Linked DNA regions of Mus musculus: region 2 is linked to region 1. A link is a contact called in public HiChIP or PLAC-seq data. All regions are on one chromosome and are shown on one strand. Each heading gives the region's core, a stretch centred on a gene start, on an enhancer-like site or on the middle of the called end of the contact. The rest is flanking DNA. Distances are from core to core; before and after follow the strand shown. Region 1 overlaps Srpk2 (serine/arginine-rich protein specific kinase 2). Region 2 overlaps 5031425E22Rik (RIKEN cDNA 5031425E22 gene).

Evidence for each region. HiChIP or PLAC-seq counts read pairs in DNA pulled down with a chosen protein or histone mark.
Region 2: an H3K27ac HiChIP or PLAC-seq map of embryonic stem cells shows a contact between it and region 1, with 5 read pairs. The contact joins two enhancer-like sites. A contact is called at or near these places in 2 of 484 Hi-C or Micro-C datasets (the AML12 cell line and granulocyte-monocyte progenitors) and 3 of 115 datasets of contacts at active chromatin or transcription factors (embryonic stem cells, forebrain and pancreatic cancer cells).

What each region holds. Positions count from the first base shown.
Region 1 is chr5:23,593,367-23,600,827 of GRCm38.p6, forward strand. The region is part of intron 2 of Srpk2 (serine/arginine-rich protein specific kinase 2); the gene reads right to left. Among named protein-coding and RNA genes, the nearest start is that of Srpk2, 79 kb to the right of the region's middle. Within about 2 kb of position 3,110, at least 25 of the 459 cell types and tissues checked have an H3K27ac peak or open chromatin away from gene starts, as enhancers often do. A contact at or near this core is called in embryonic stem cells, where this site is marked.
Region 2 is chr5:23,413,899-23,420,810 of GRCm38.p6, forward strand. The region is part of intron 1 of 5031425E22Rik (RIKEN cDNA 5031425E22 gene); the gene reads right to left. Among named protein-coding and RNA genes, the nearest start is that of 5031425E22Rik, 16 kb to the right of the region's middle. Within about 2 kb of position 2,058, at least 169 of the 459 cell types and tissues checked have an H3K27ac peak or open chromatin away from gene starts, as enhancers often do. A contact at or near this core is called in embryonic stem cells, where this site is marked.

The DNA.
Region 1 (7,461 bases), core at 1,860-4,359:
GTCCAACCCATGGCCTGATGGCTGCATAAGCCCTAAGTAGCCATGAACAAATTAGAAAACTGCTTGTAATTTTTGTTAGTTTTATAACTTGACTGTGTGGTTCTTAAGCATAAACTCTGTAGATGACACAATGTGTTTCTCAATGCCAAAACATTAAATTTACCTGGTAGACAAAAGGCGGTAGACTATTCTCAGCAGACAGGACAACTAAGGATTTTGGAAATGACAAATATATAACAACTTCTCACCCTCAAGTCTTCCTGGTTTTTAAGACTAAAAATGAAGTTGTCAATGTTTATGATAAGTAAATGTTAAGTCAGGCCATATGATTTTAGATGGTTTTATCTCACACTGAAGAAAAAAAAGCAAAGTTCATTTCTTATGATTGGACCTGTCACTAGAACACCCAGTAAACCCACATCAAGCTAACTGAACACCGATTATTGTATCATTGATACAGTGCCCCCTAAGATGAGAGATCGAGAGCTTTCTGTTACAGTGTAGCATTGACAGTATTAACATCTACACAGGCATTGGCGGGAAGAGGTAATCAGGAAACACAGTTCATCTAACAACCAGCCTCAACCTCGGTGTCTGCTTAGCAGTCTCTCTTCCAGGGCTGGAAGATGCACTTAGAAGTTTGCCCTGGCATCTCAGGCTCCACAGGAGCTGGGCAGACCCTCAGGCTGGAGATGGGAAATTTATGTCAATTGCTCAAGCACTGCCACAAAGGCCGGGCTGGGTTTTATCAGTCCTTCTTGAGGATTAGATTTTATTACTGAGAAATTTTAGGCAGGAAAAATACATCACAAAAGTAAAGGTTTTTAAATACTACTCTAAAACCAACATGGTTGAGACGGTTTTAGAGCACCACAAACAAAACCAATATGCACACATTTCAAGTATTCACATGTACTTTTTATATATAGCTTTGGTAAGGGTGCATCTTCTAATCTGTGCTGTATCACACATAGCTAAACTGATAATGACTTACTTTCTGCGATAGAGACAATGGTGTGAACCATAATTTACATACTGCTGATCAGTGAAATCCGCCATTACTCCTTCCAGGGCAAAGGCGCTATGAGAGGACAAAGCATTTCCGAACGTGGGAATGGATCACAGGGCAATCACACGGGGTAAATGACAGAAGTAATGAAAGGAAAAAGAAGCCAATGCATGCTGGGCGTGGTGGCGCACGCCTTTAATCCCAGCACTCGGGAGGCAGAGGCAGGCGGATTTCTGAGTTCGAGGCCAGCCTGGTCTACAAAGTGAGTTCCAGGACAGCCAGAGAAACCCTGTCTCGAAAAACCAAAAAAAAAAAAAAAGAAGCCAATGCATATCAACAGAAGATAAATAACTAAAGATATAGATATTTACAGACACTGAATATGATATATCAAATTTAAGAAGTAAGATTAAGCAAGACTTAATTAAGAAATCATGCCTTTAATCCCATCCCTACAACATCCATATACAATCAGGGTAGTAGTTTATGAACACTGTTGCATTTTGGTACCTCAAGACTCAGAATATGACATACTGTCTTCAAAGAGAGACACTGGGTGGATGAGTACTTTGCAACTATAGGAGGTGATAGCATGAAATGAGGTTTGTAGCAGCACGGACACGGGACCTGGAGAGTGGTCAGACAGCAGGTATGCTCAGCTCCCCCAGAGACAATCAGAAGGCTAAGTGTCTCTGAAGCACTGTTGGCATCAGGACTGCAGCAGCAGCACTTCTGATCCAATACGACTTGGAAAGCTGTAACTTCTGAAATGGAATTCTTTATGTTGCCAAACGATTTCTTTAGTTTTAAAAAGTAAAATTAAAAGTCTAATATATATTATTTGTCATAACACCCTGCATGCTCCCACTCTGAACTGCAAAGTCTGCTAATAAAAGATGCATTAAAATAGGCGCTCTACTCAGCACAGTCAGAAAAGCACACTTGCATCTTCCTTGGCTCAACTAAACTCTCTACCTCCTGGGAGGAGAATGTGCAAATATTCTTGTTCATCAAACCGTACTCACTAAAACGCTCAGGCATAACAACCTAAGCTGATCATTCTCCTGAGGCCTGATTTTTGTATCTGAAAGAAATGCTACATCTTAAATCTCACTTCAACTCCTGGCTGGGGATAGGGGGACTTAAAGAAGGTCATAGAGTTTTTGCTGTGACCGATACACACATTCAGGGATCAGATTACAACGTGAATTTTTGAGGATCACAAACATTCAGTCAATATTAACTCTAGTCCCCGATGCTCGCTCTCTTCTGGCCTCTGTGGGCACTACATGCATAGGCACTACATGCATATGGAACACACATAAATAGAGGCAAAAAATCCATTTACACAAAATACAAATAAGGTGAAAAGTAAAATAAACTTCTCTCCAGCCAGCCAGATACAGCTCACCTGGGTACATGAGAGACAGAAGCAGGTAGATCTCTGCAAGTTCAAGGCCAACTTAGTCTACATAGTGATTGTCAAGCTAGCCAGGACTACATATTGTCTCTTTCCTCCTCAGCTTCCATGTGTTGCATTTTAAATAAACTTCAATTCTTGCGGCCCTTTAACTTTCATACATACACAAAGATATTGACTTACACCCACTATTTTAAAAAGCAATCATTTACCAACTATCTACTGAGCTTAAGCTGCCACTTCAGGTGTGATATAAGTATACTGTCCTCATCTGTTTTGTTTGCTTGCTGATCGTGTTCAAAACTAATTTGTGCCAAATCAGGAAAAAAGACATAAAGGCAAAAAACAAAATAAGTAGATAAAACAAACAAATGTTAAGTTAGAGAACAGAAATGGTACTAGAATCAAAAGTGAGTTAACTTTTTACAAAAGGATTGCACAGTAAAAAAAAAAAAAAATAAGAGATGTAAACTTTTTTTTAACTTTTACTTCTAAAGAATTCTAATGCTGATACCAAAATTAGCCAGTGACATATTGAGATATATAACAAGACTGAGCTAAATTTAAGATGTTCCTCTCTGAAGTCTTCACCAGCTCCCAGTCTACTTATTCAATAGCTTCTTACCCTAGATACTGTATATACACCATTTTACTTAAGTACCACAGTGACTCAGCTACTGTGCATTAACTCATCTGCTAAACTCCAACTCAGTGGTTACCTAATTGCCCAAGGTAAACGATGCAATACAGTAGCCAAGCTCGGCTGAAATGTGGTTTGGCTCCACAACATCTGATAATGACCACGATTAGTTGCCTGTACCACCCACCACTGTCTTCAGCACCCACTTTATACGCATCATCTCCTTAGATGTACCTACTCCTAAGGGAGACAGACGTCAGCATCTCTATTTTCATATGAAGAGACTAAGACTTGTAGAGGTCATGGAACTTGCAGGAGTGGCCTCTGAAGGTCATGACTCAAAGCCCATTTGGTCTCCACAATTTATCATACTCTTTTCAGTGCTAATGGTTACCTTTTCAAAACAAACAAACAAAAAAAAAAGATTCTGTGTGTACAGGAAGACCAGATCAAACCTGATTTTTTATTGGGATAAAAACTTGGAGCTGGAGATCACACAGAGAGCACTTGCTAGTTCTGCAAAGGATCCCGGTTCGATTCCCAGCAATCAGTGTGGTTCATAACCCTCTGTAACTCCAGTTCCAGGGGCCCAGTGCCCTCTTCTGACCTTCATGGGCATCAAGCAGAACTGTGGTGAACATACAAAACACTAACAAAATGAAATTAATGAATCTAATTTTTAAAAAAATAGTAAGCCGGGCGTGGTGGCGCACGCCTTTAATCCCAGCACTGGCAAGACAGAAGCAGGTGGATTTCTGAGTTCGAGGCCAGCCTGGTCTACAAAGTGAGTGCCAGGACAGCCAGGGCTATATAGAGAAACCCTGTCTCGAAAACAAAAACAAAAAAAACAAAAACAAAACAAACAAACAAACAAAAAAAAAGAGTAGCTATAATTAAATTTTCCCTTCCTCGAGGTTTTGCTTTAAGTTCTGGTTAGTCTTAACTGCCAACTTGGCACGGCCTGCAGTCATCTGAGAGGAGAAGACTGAGAACTCAGCTAGATCAGATCAGTTTGTGGCCATGCCTGTGAGGGTTTATCTTAATAATTGATAAGGCCCAACCCACTAAAGGTGATACAATTCCTCAGGCAGAGGTGGTCCTGGACTTTTATTAAAAACACGTTAAAAGTCACACATGGTAGTGTATGCCTTTAATCCCAGCACAAAAGAGGAAAAGACAAGTGGGTCTCTGTAAGTTAGAGGCCCGGAAGGGAAACAGAGCACGACGGCCTTTTAAAACAGACAGCACACACCAGCTGATATGAGGCCCTCCAACACACACACAGTAGAGGACTTCCATGTCTGTGTTCATTCAGAGATGATGCACCTAACCCTCAAGAGACTGGAGGCCCCAGGGAGTTTAGAGGTCAGGTGGGGTAGGGAGTGGGGGGATTGACAAGGACACGGGGTGGAGTGGGGAGGAGGTGTGGGATGTGAAGCAGATGGGTGGATGGAGGGGGGGCAGGGAACGGAATATAGAGTGTAAAAAATAAATTTAAAATAAAATTAAATTTAAAAATATAAAAAAAGATAAAAATTGTTTTGTTAAAACTAGTTCTACACAGGCTGGGTGAGCAAAGAGGCATCCTTTGGAGTTTCTGCCCTGAGGTCCTCCCCTGACTTCCCTAAATCATGGGCTGTGACCTACAAGCAGATACCTTCCTCCCCCAAGTCACTTTGTGGTCACATTGCTTTGTCACAGCAACAGAGAAGCAAACAAGACCACTTACCGCTGCTCTCAAGCATTTAGGGAAGGAGAGTAAACCTGCCTTGTCAAGGTCACAGAGTCCAGTATTACATCCTGCCATGATCTGCCTATAACATAAGCCAGGGAGGTCAAGCTCTGTGCACACACACCTTAAACATCCACTGTGCTGTTTGTGTTCCTATCTGCTGAGAGCATTTACAGACCAGTTCTACCTCACCCACCCACAAAATGACACATCTCAAATAATATCTGCATAGGCATACCCTCTTTCTGTCTCTGGTTCTTTATGAAGAAGCAGCCAGTGTTAATGGTAAGATAAACCAACCCCACAGTAAGTAAAGCAAATAGCTGCTGGATTCTACTGCTCATACAAAGACCCATGTGCTGGAACACATGCCAACATACACAAAGTTCAATCTGAAAGGAAAAAACCTACATACAGTTTGTGCTTTGACAACCTAAAACGAACCATCCATTTTTAGCTCTCGCCCACGCAAGAAAAGCCTGCGCTGACCCACAGCAGCCGCTGTCGGAGCTCCAAGGGCTTCTGAAGCAAGTCAGGCTCCAGCCTTCAAACGTGACCTCCGGCTTGGCTAAAGCCACAGCTGAATGGGAAAGCAGGAAGCCAGGAACGCTAACGAAGCTGGCCAAGGAAGCAGCATTCCAAACCGAAGCCTACTTCACAATACTTACTCTGGTGGAACGTAGGTATGACTCAAAAACATGAGAATCTTTATAGTCCAATCTTTAGTTCCTAAGTCTACCTAATGGCATTTACAACTGAAAAGACAGAGAGAGGCTCAAATGTGCCCACTCTAAACCCTAAAGTAACGTACCAAGAGCTTTAAATAATGAAGCTATGAACAAGACTGATAAAATACATTTGAAAAAATAAAAAGTTTAAACCAGCTATAAAGGCTCTTTTATCTCTAAATTAGCAAAAATCTGTGATTCAGTGAATGAACTGGTATAAACAGACTGTTACCAGATGATGCAGAGAGCCCAGTCCAGTGTCCTAGCTACTGACACGTTTATACATGAAAAGGAAAGACCACCATGCAGACCAGCAACCAAGTTCACCATGCCTGGCTCACTTTGGGATCACAGGCAACTCAATATTAAGCAGATCTAAAATGGGAAAAATCAGAAGGAAGACACTAGAACAAAAGTTCTGGCAGGGTCACTTGCACATCCAACAACTAGCCAGGAAAATTTCCCGAGCACCCTTTCCTACCCAGGCAAAATGCCAAGCACTGGGAGGCCGAGAAACAAGGGAAAGAAACAATTCATAAAGTAATTCAGAAAACAGTAAAATATTAACCAATACTTCTGAATAAAGAATAAAGTATTAACACTGTTTTCTTTGTGAATACTTTCTTATGAATTAGACAAATTTATCAGAGAAATTAAAAAATCTTTATTCAAATAAACTGGTCGGAGATATGCTGGGTACCAAGGAACAAAGGTAAGACAACCTCTCACTGACTGGTGGGTAGCAGGCAATGCTTCTCAAGAGTATCCTGACAGAGAAGAAGCCTCTGCAATGGGAGGGCGCTCTGCTCATCACCACAGGCAGATCAGGGCAGGTGTGCTACCCGGAAGGGGTAGGCAGAGTATGTAAGGAATTCAGATGAGAAGCCACAGACTATGGAAGACATCAAGGTGCCCACATGAGTCTCCTCAGGAGTAAAGCCTGAAGGGAAAGCAGACAGCAGCACAAGACACCAGCAGGTTAGGGAGCAGCCTGAGTCTGAGAGCAGCATGGGGGGGGGGGGGCTGAACAGAACCAGGGCTCAGATGGAGATCAGCAGATAGGAGTGTGACAGCAGCCAGTGCGCAGATGGTGTTTAATAGCACTAAACAGATGAGGTCAGGACGGGAGAGTGCAGACAAGGAGAGCAACAAGCCCCAACGAAGGACCAACATTTAGGAAATGCTAGTGTAACATGCAAACTGAGAGGTACTGTGTCTTACTTTTCTATTGCTGAGAAAAGACACTATGACCAAGGGAACTTATAAAAGAAAGCACTAAATAAATAAATAAAATAAAAAGAAAACACTTAATTTGGGGGTTCACAGTTGCAGAAGGTTAGAGTCTTTAGTTTTCATGACAAGGAGCATGACAGCAGGCTTGGCGTGATGCTGAAGCAACAGCCGACCACACAGCTGATCCATGAACAGAAGGCAGACAAGAGATAACTGGAAATGGCATGGGTTCTAGAAACCTCAGAAGCCCACTCCCAGTGACACACCTCCTCTGACAAGGCCACACCTCCTCATCCTTCCCATACTGGGAACCAATTACTCAAATTCATGAGCCTTTAGGGGGCAGGAGGAGGTATTCTCATCAAACCACCACATCCTGCTTCAGTTTTTAATTTATTTTTGATTGAGGGAAGACGTGTGTGTGTGTGTGTGAGAGAGAGAGAGAGCATGTGTGCACCGTAGCATGTGAAGGTCAGAGGATAACTCTGTGGTCCTCTCATTCTGCTATTGAGTAGACTGCAAGGATTACACTCCAACTGCCAGGTTGTGTGCTAAGTGCCTGCTTGGAGTTCTTCACCTTTTCTCCCAAATTCTTCACTAACCAGAGGCAGAAACCTAGGTTATTAAAGGATTATATATATATATATATATATATATATATCCTTTATCAGTGCCAGGTATTCTGAATACTGAAGACAA
Region 2 (6,912 bases), core at 808-3,307, 180 kb before region 1:
ACATTGACTGGGATCCTTCAAAGAGGCCAAGGTATAAAGCAGGAGGAAACTATTAAGAACAGTGTTAGGAGTTAAGGGTTGAACATCAGAACATCAGAGAAAAAAGGCAATTAATAGAAATCTCCTGCTTGGCCTAAACTGAAAGGGAACATGGGTATGGAAAGTGTGTGTGTGTGTGTGTGTGTGTGTGTGTGTGTGTGTGTCCTGCTGTTGGAAGGACTGCAGAATTTGTGTCCACCAAGACAGAACTTTCAGTGCTGTGGCCCAGCTTGGCCCAGGACAGCTCATAGCCCAAAGCGCTGTAACCAGGACGGCTGGCTGGCGTGTGAACCCCATTCCCTCCCGCTTTGTCTAGATTTCTTTTGTATGCTTTCACTGCCAGATTGAAGTTTTCCCAGCTGGAAGGCTTGGGATTTGCTGCGTATCCCCTGGGGAATAACTAACAGCAGCTGCCTTCTTCTTGCTTCTCCAGCTTAGAGGATCAATGGATGACACAAACAAAAGGTCCCCAAGAAGAGATAATGTCAGAACGCCTGTGCCAGCCTTCCAAAACGGTGAGGTATGGCAAAACTATGAGCCATAATTACCATTACAGCAGGGTCAGATAAGTGGGCTTTCTTGGAAAGCAAGAAACTTAAAAAGAAAAAAAAAAAAATCGCTGGGCGTAGTGCCTCAAGGAAGCCCAGATTCTTCTTTGTCAGACTCCCACAAACGGCACTCAAAGTTCTCATTGCAGTGTTTCTGACAGCTGTTTCCATTGGCTTTAAATAGAGGCAGCTTTAGGTCAGAAGTCTGACTGCCACTTAAGAGAGCCACTAGGAGTTTTGTGTGGAAAATGGGATCGTACTTTGCATCTTACTGATCAGAGCTGTGAAGGTTAAGTCATGAATATAAAAATGCTTAGTACAATGTCCTGACATTAACTAGGGCTCAATTAAAGGTTAACCAGTTCACAAGAAAACAAATTTGGCCTATCACTAAGGAAACAGAAGGGAATTTGAGACAACAGTCACATGTCTAACACATGGCACACAGGAATAATGGGCCTAGGGACACTTGGTCAAAGACTCTGGTCATTCACAGGTCATAATCACCCAGTGCTTTCCTGAAGTACATGGGTTCCTGGGGAGTGGGGCTGAGGAGGTAAAGTCTAAGTACCAAAGTCCTTGACTACCAATGCAAGATAAGGCTACAAACAAGAAATCTTTGGGGCTATTTCATGTACCTGGCTCGATTTAAGTACTATCTACCACTCTTTGTCTTGTTTTCTAAAGTCTACCATACAGTCAACTCTAACATGGAAAGGTCAAATTTAGATGCTGAGCACATGCAGTTTATCTAAGTGCTGTGACAGATGCAAAGAAAACCAACATGCTCCCAGGCTGCAGAAATGGTATGACTATCTCATTAAGCAGCAGCTTGTGGCATGGCTCTGCAGCTAAAGGCACTCTGTCTGCAAGCCTGGTGACCCGAGTTTGATCCCCAGAATTCACAGTAGGTTGGAGAGCAGATTCCAAACTTGTCCTCTGCCCCTTTCCAACTTAATAACGATGGTCCTAGAGAAATTAGAGTTATATCTAGGAATTATTCTTTCCCATTGAACATTGCTCTCATTCTCTCAACTAGCAGAATTAGAACACCTGCTTCTTTACCTTTATTAATATTGGCTATATCAGGCCTCAAGTATCTTATTACACTCAAGACCTTAGATTTGCAATATATAGAACTAGGCTCCTCCTACATTACTAGGCTCCTCCTACATTACTAGGCTCCTACTGTGTCAGGTGCCCACATTACAGCTCCTTTAGCTTTAGATGATCCCAAGCTGGCACTTCTATCTATCATCACTTTACACTAGGAACCTGAAACCTAGAAATACTGAGGAGCTACAGCGCAAAGGCCACAGCCTAGGTCATCTCTTGGCCAAGTGCAAACTATTGTAGCAGGAAAGGGTCTCTTTGGATGCAATGGAAAGCAAAACGAATTACACTGCGGTGGTAAACAATTTAATCTCTTTTAGCTAAAGATAAACTATGCTTTTATAAAGTAACCCACTAGAGGGCGCTAAATACACAAACTGCGACCAGGGCTTTGCAAATGTCAAGTCTCACACTGGTACAAGATATATAATCAGCTATGGCTTCAAGCCAAAAAGGCTCTCCTCAGAAGAAGCATGATGCATTTTATGATAAGGTGTTGTGTACCCTTGTCCCTCCAACTAAGGAAGAGAAGAACAACAAAAGACCTCAAGCCCCCCAAAGCTTGAAGCTGTATGTCGAGCAATTAATAATCTGTTTCTACTTGATACTGACTGCTGTACAAGGTGCCTTTCACTTAGGCGTTTTCTTTGCTGCATAGTGACAGAGAAAGTGCAAGTAACTTAGGTGGGAACAACTAGATTATCCAGTTAAGTTCACACCACAGTCTCTGTATTCAGGGTGTGGCACTGGGAATGAATGCACACAGTTTCAGCTCACACCTCGGTCTCAGTATTCAGGGTGTGGCTTGGGGGAATGAATGTGCGCAGTTTCAGCTCACACCACGGGTCTCGGTATTCAGGGGGTGGTGCTGGGGAACGCACATACTTTACTACTGAGCCCTAAGGTCAAATCCTAGGAACTAAATAGAGACACCATTTCTTTTAAATTTTATTTTAGACAAGTAAAATTCGTACATATTTTTAAAAACAGAAACAAACATTCATATTTAATTGAAATCTAGAGAAAATATCTTCTACCCAGAATGCCTGATTTCTGAATATTTTTATTTTTTGATTTATTGACGTGCCACCTTTTCTTTCCTCAACAGAATACTCATTTTATGCAAGCAACCAGATTTACAAAATATATTTTATTATTCTCCACTGTCACACATTTTCACTGAACATTTAAGGTCACAAATAGACAGGCAAGGTGATCCAGCACCCTGACAGCTGCAGGGCACTAACACCTTAGTAAGTGCACACAAATACATACTGAGGTTTTTTTTTTTTAAAGCAAAATTAGGATTATCTTGTAAATATCACTTCAAGGCCTACGATAGCCATCTTTCCACATCAGCATTTTTAAATGATTGTCCGTGCAGCGTTGCCAGGCGAGTAGTACTGAGCCACAACTCTCCTCGCCTGTTTCATTTTGGTTTGTATTTTTACTGTTAACATAGCTTACATAAATAGTACATCTTAAGTCTGTACTAGATTGACCTTTCTATTATTTGCAAGTATACTCTACTGTGTGGCTTCCTCCCCATCAACAAGGCTTTAAACAAGAGGGCTCTTCTAATCCCAATCAGACTGTATTTACACTTTACAGTTCATATGCAGTTTCCCATTAAATGTTCTAATGTACAAAGAACTTCTGGTTCAACTGGTGTGGGGATCTGACATTTTTACCTCTCTGTGTGAATTGTGGATGCTGGCTGTGTCATTCAGTCGTGGGTTTGGTGTCCTGCAGAGATTTGTAGACAGCAAGTGTAAAGAAATCAAACCCCCAGCCTGAAACAGGGATGGTCCAACTGTTCCCTGTATATTCCAACCTGGTGGGTCCGCGGTAAAGCACAAGTTTGGGGTTATTTTTTGTGTAATAATCTTTTACTGTTTAAATCTTCATCGCTGCCTCCTAAGTTATCCCAAACACATTATTACATCGTTAGTGCACCTAAAACAGCAAAACAACAACAAACCCCAAGCGACTTCACTCCTGCTTTTGTCCCCTAATCTATACCCAGTTCTAAACCACCTAGCCAAACAGTGAAGCCGCGCCCTAAAAATAAACGGGCACATGTGTGAAAACTTCTAACACCTAGAAACCTACAATGTACTTAAACTCAGCCTGATTTTTCCCTGTAAACTAAAATCATGGTAGGACTACCCAACTTGGCCTTGTCCATCACCCTACAGCATATTTATTCAGTATGGACCTGCAAAAAAGGAAGCCACACAAAAAAGAAGCATCCCTTAGAAACCAGAAGCCAGTAAAGTCTGCTTTGGAGGGATCAGTTATACTGAAGAGCTGTCAAAATACACACTCATGTGCTACAGCATGCTTCTCCATACCTTCATGTTTTAGGTGGTGATACCCAGCAAAGTTAATCATCCCCCCGCCCCCGCAACTCCCCCACCCACCATTCCCTTCTTTCTCTGTTAGTTACTACTGCATATCTGGTATACATTATCTCATTTAATCCATCAATCTAATTTAAGTGAGAAAAGGCTGGACTAAAGAGATTATATTTCAACAAGGACACTGCTCTACTTCCCCAAACTGAGCATCATGAAACTAACCAGGCATGATGTAATTCTGTAACCCAAGTCCTCAAAAAGATCGGGCCAAATGCAAGACCGCTTCAAAAACAAAAGCAAAAAAATTGTTATTTCCACTGGGCGCAGACTAACCACCATCAGCATTTCCGGAAGATGGCGGCTGCACTGGGCTCAAAATGTGAGCTGGAAGCTCAGACGACCGAGTTAAGCAGGAAGCTGCACTACGGTGCTTTACAGCGAGGATTAAAGAAGGGATAAGCTCGGCCGCTGTATGTAGCCTCGTCGCTCTGCTCCGTGAAGGTCCCAGGAAAACGCCGCCCGGCTCGAGCGCCGCGCACCCGGCCAGCCTGCAGGCGCAGCTCCCGCAGCTGCTCTCCCGAGCGGAAGGGCAGCCGCCGTGACGCAGACAGCGCCGGGGAAACGCCCTGCTCTGTGGTACAAGCACTCGCTCTGTCACTGTGGGACTCAAGGCTTGAGGTCTAGAGCACAAGCCCACGCTATGCTTCGCCAAGAGGTGTTTTTCCTCTGGTGTAAAATTTGGCAGCCACAACGGGGTAGCTTGGTTTTATCCATGGTTAGGACACGCCGGCTATAGGTATTATACGGTAAAAGCCCGATTACTACAAAAGGTCAAAACTAAGCTACTGAACCACTCGTCAATCAAACCGGGCTTAAGAGAATGGATCCTCAGTACTTCTCACTAAAGAAAAATCCTTTCCTACAGCTTTTCACTCAGGCCACTTTTACTGGACTAATTTCTAATGTCAGTTAGGGAAAGGATCACTCCAGTTGAAAGCTACAAGAACATTAAACGCTAGAATAGCTAGCTGCGCGTTACAGGCATGGTGATGTATGCCTGTAACCTGAGCTAGAAACAGGAAAAAAAAAAAGGCGTTGATCTTTTGACTACCAAGTGATTTCGAGGCCAGCCTGAATTACACGAACCACGCCTCGCCTTTAAAAAATAAAATTATTTAGTCCCATTAGGGCACCATTATGTCTAAGCTTCATTATTTGTCAGCCTTCTCTTAGAATCTGAACACCTTGCACAGGATTTCTAAGCAGGAGTGTCCATGGAGAATTTAACAGGATCTGTGCACTATGCTACTCTACGCACATTAACAGCATTCCGAGAAGGGATCCGCCTTTCAGAAGCATTAATTAGGATGGATTTCTGGTTCCGAATTCCTGCAGTGTATTGTGCCAAGCCTGTAACTCTAGAGGCAGTGTTGAGTTGGTGGTCAGTCAGTCTGAGTCACCTGAGACCTCGTTTAAACTCTTGCCCACCCTCGTCCTCGAAAAGCAACCCACATTAAGGTCATGTGGACCATGGAGTCAATCTTATAAAAAACCTTCTCAACCTATGTAAAAGCTAAGTCTCCAACTCCTCATACTTCCTGAGAGCCGGGGCTGCAGTGATTTCCCACTATGCCTAGATTTTCTATTAGGACTATTTTTCAATTGTGGCTGGGTTCACAGACTTCTACCCTAACTTTTGCTGGGGATTGAGCCCAGTGCTTTCCCAGAGCTACGCCTCACTCAGCCCCTAACCCCTCCCCTTCCCTCAGTACTAAGAATCAAACGTGCTGGAACTGACGAAGACTACATTTCAACTCAAGGCAGGTGATCTCCTATGTTTGAGGCCAGTCTAGTCTATAAAGCAAGTTCCAGGCCAGCCACTGAGAACTTGTCCTCTAAACAAGACAAACCCATGACCTGAAGCATACTAAACAAGTGCTCTACCATCAAGCTATGACCAAAGCCCTATATAATCTAAAAGCCCCAGTAACTGACCACTTATGGAGCACATCTGCTAATATTGAGCTGACTAGATAGGCACTTTCTCTAAATCTGTTAAATCATTTGTTGCAGCGAATCCCCTCTCGATAGAATCTTCAGAAGTGTACAAGTCTCCGTACAGTGAGTTTAAAGTGTGCAGTTTTTCCGTTCTCAGGAAGGGGACTATTAAATCTCAGCTGTGATGTGGCTGTGTGTAGCTGCTCATCCCAGCACTGTCAATACACAGCTCTCTAAAGCCAGTGACTGTTCAAAGCTGCTCCTCTTTATCAGTTTGTATCATGCACTGGGCTATTGTAATTGGGGTCTTTTCATAGGGAAATCTGTATTGCAAGTGCTTAGAGATGCAGCTTAAAATTCAAATTTTACTTTGGATAATACTGACTTGATGCTTAGGTTGAGGTAATTTGCTAAAATCGGGGTGGGGGGGGTGAGGAAAAAGGCAGGCATTTCAGGATAAAGGACTGGAATAAAAGTGTGTGACTATGTACTGTCATGTCAGTAAAACTAGCTGGCTACATCTAGTAGTATAATCTCCAAACATAACAGCAATACTTTCATATATGGCAGTGTCACTCTGTGACATCTACTAGGCCTGAAACCACATGGTGGAACAGATCATATTTGCTGCTTCTGAGTACTTATAAAATTACACTTGCTAAATTTGTACACTGCCTTCCATTGCTAAAATGTTCTCCCTAAGACAGGCTCTTTAATCACCCTTTCCTCCCTCCTCTCTCACGCAGCCATCTTTGGAGACAACTGTACAGAGGCAACACAGACTGTGTAGGGGGGTGTACTTATTTCCCAGGCCTTTGAAAAAGCAAGCACTTTTAACTACTAAGCTATTCTCC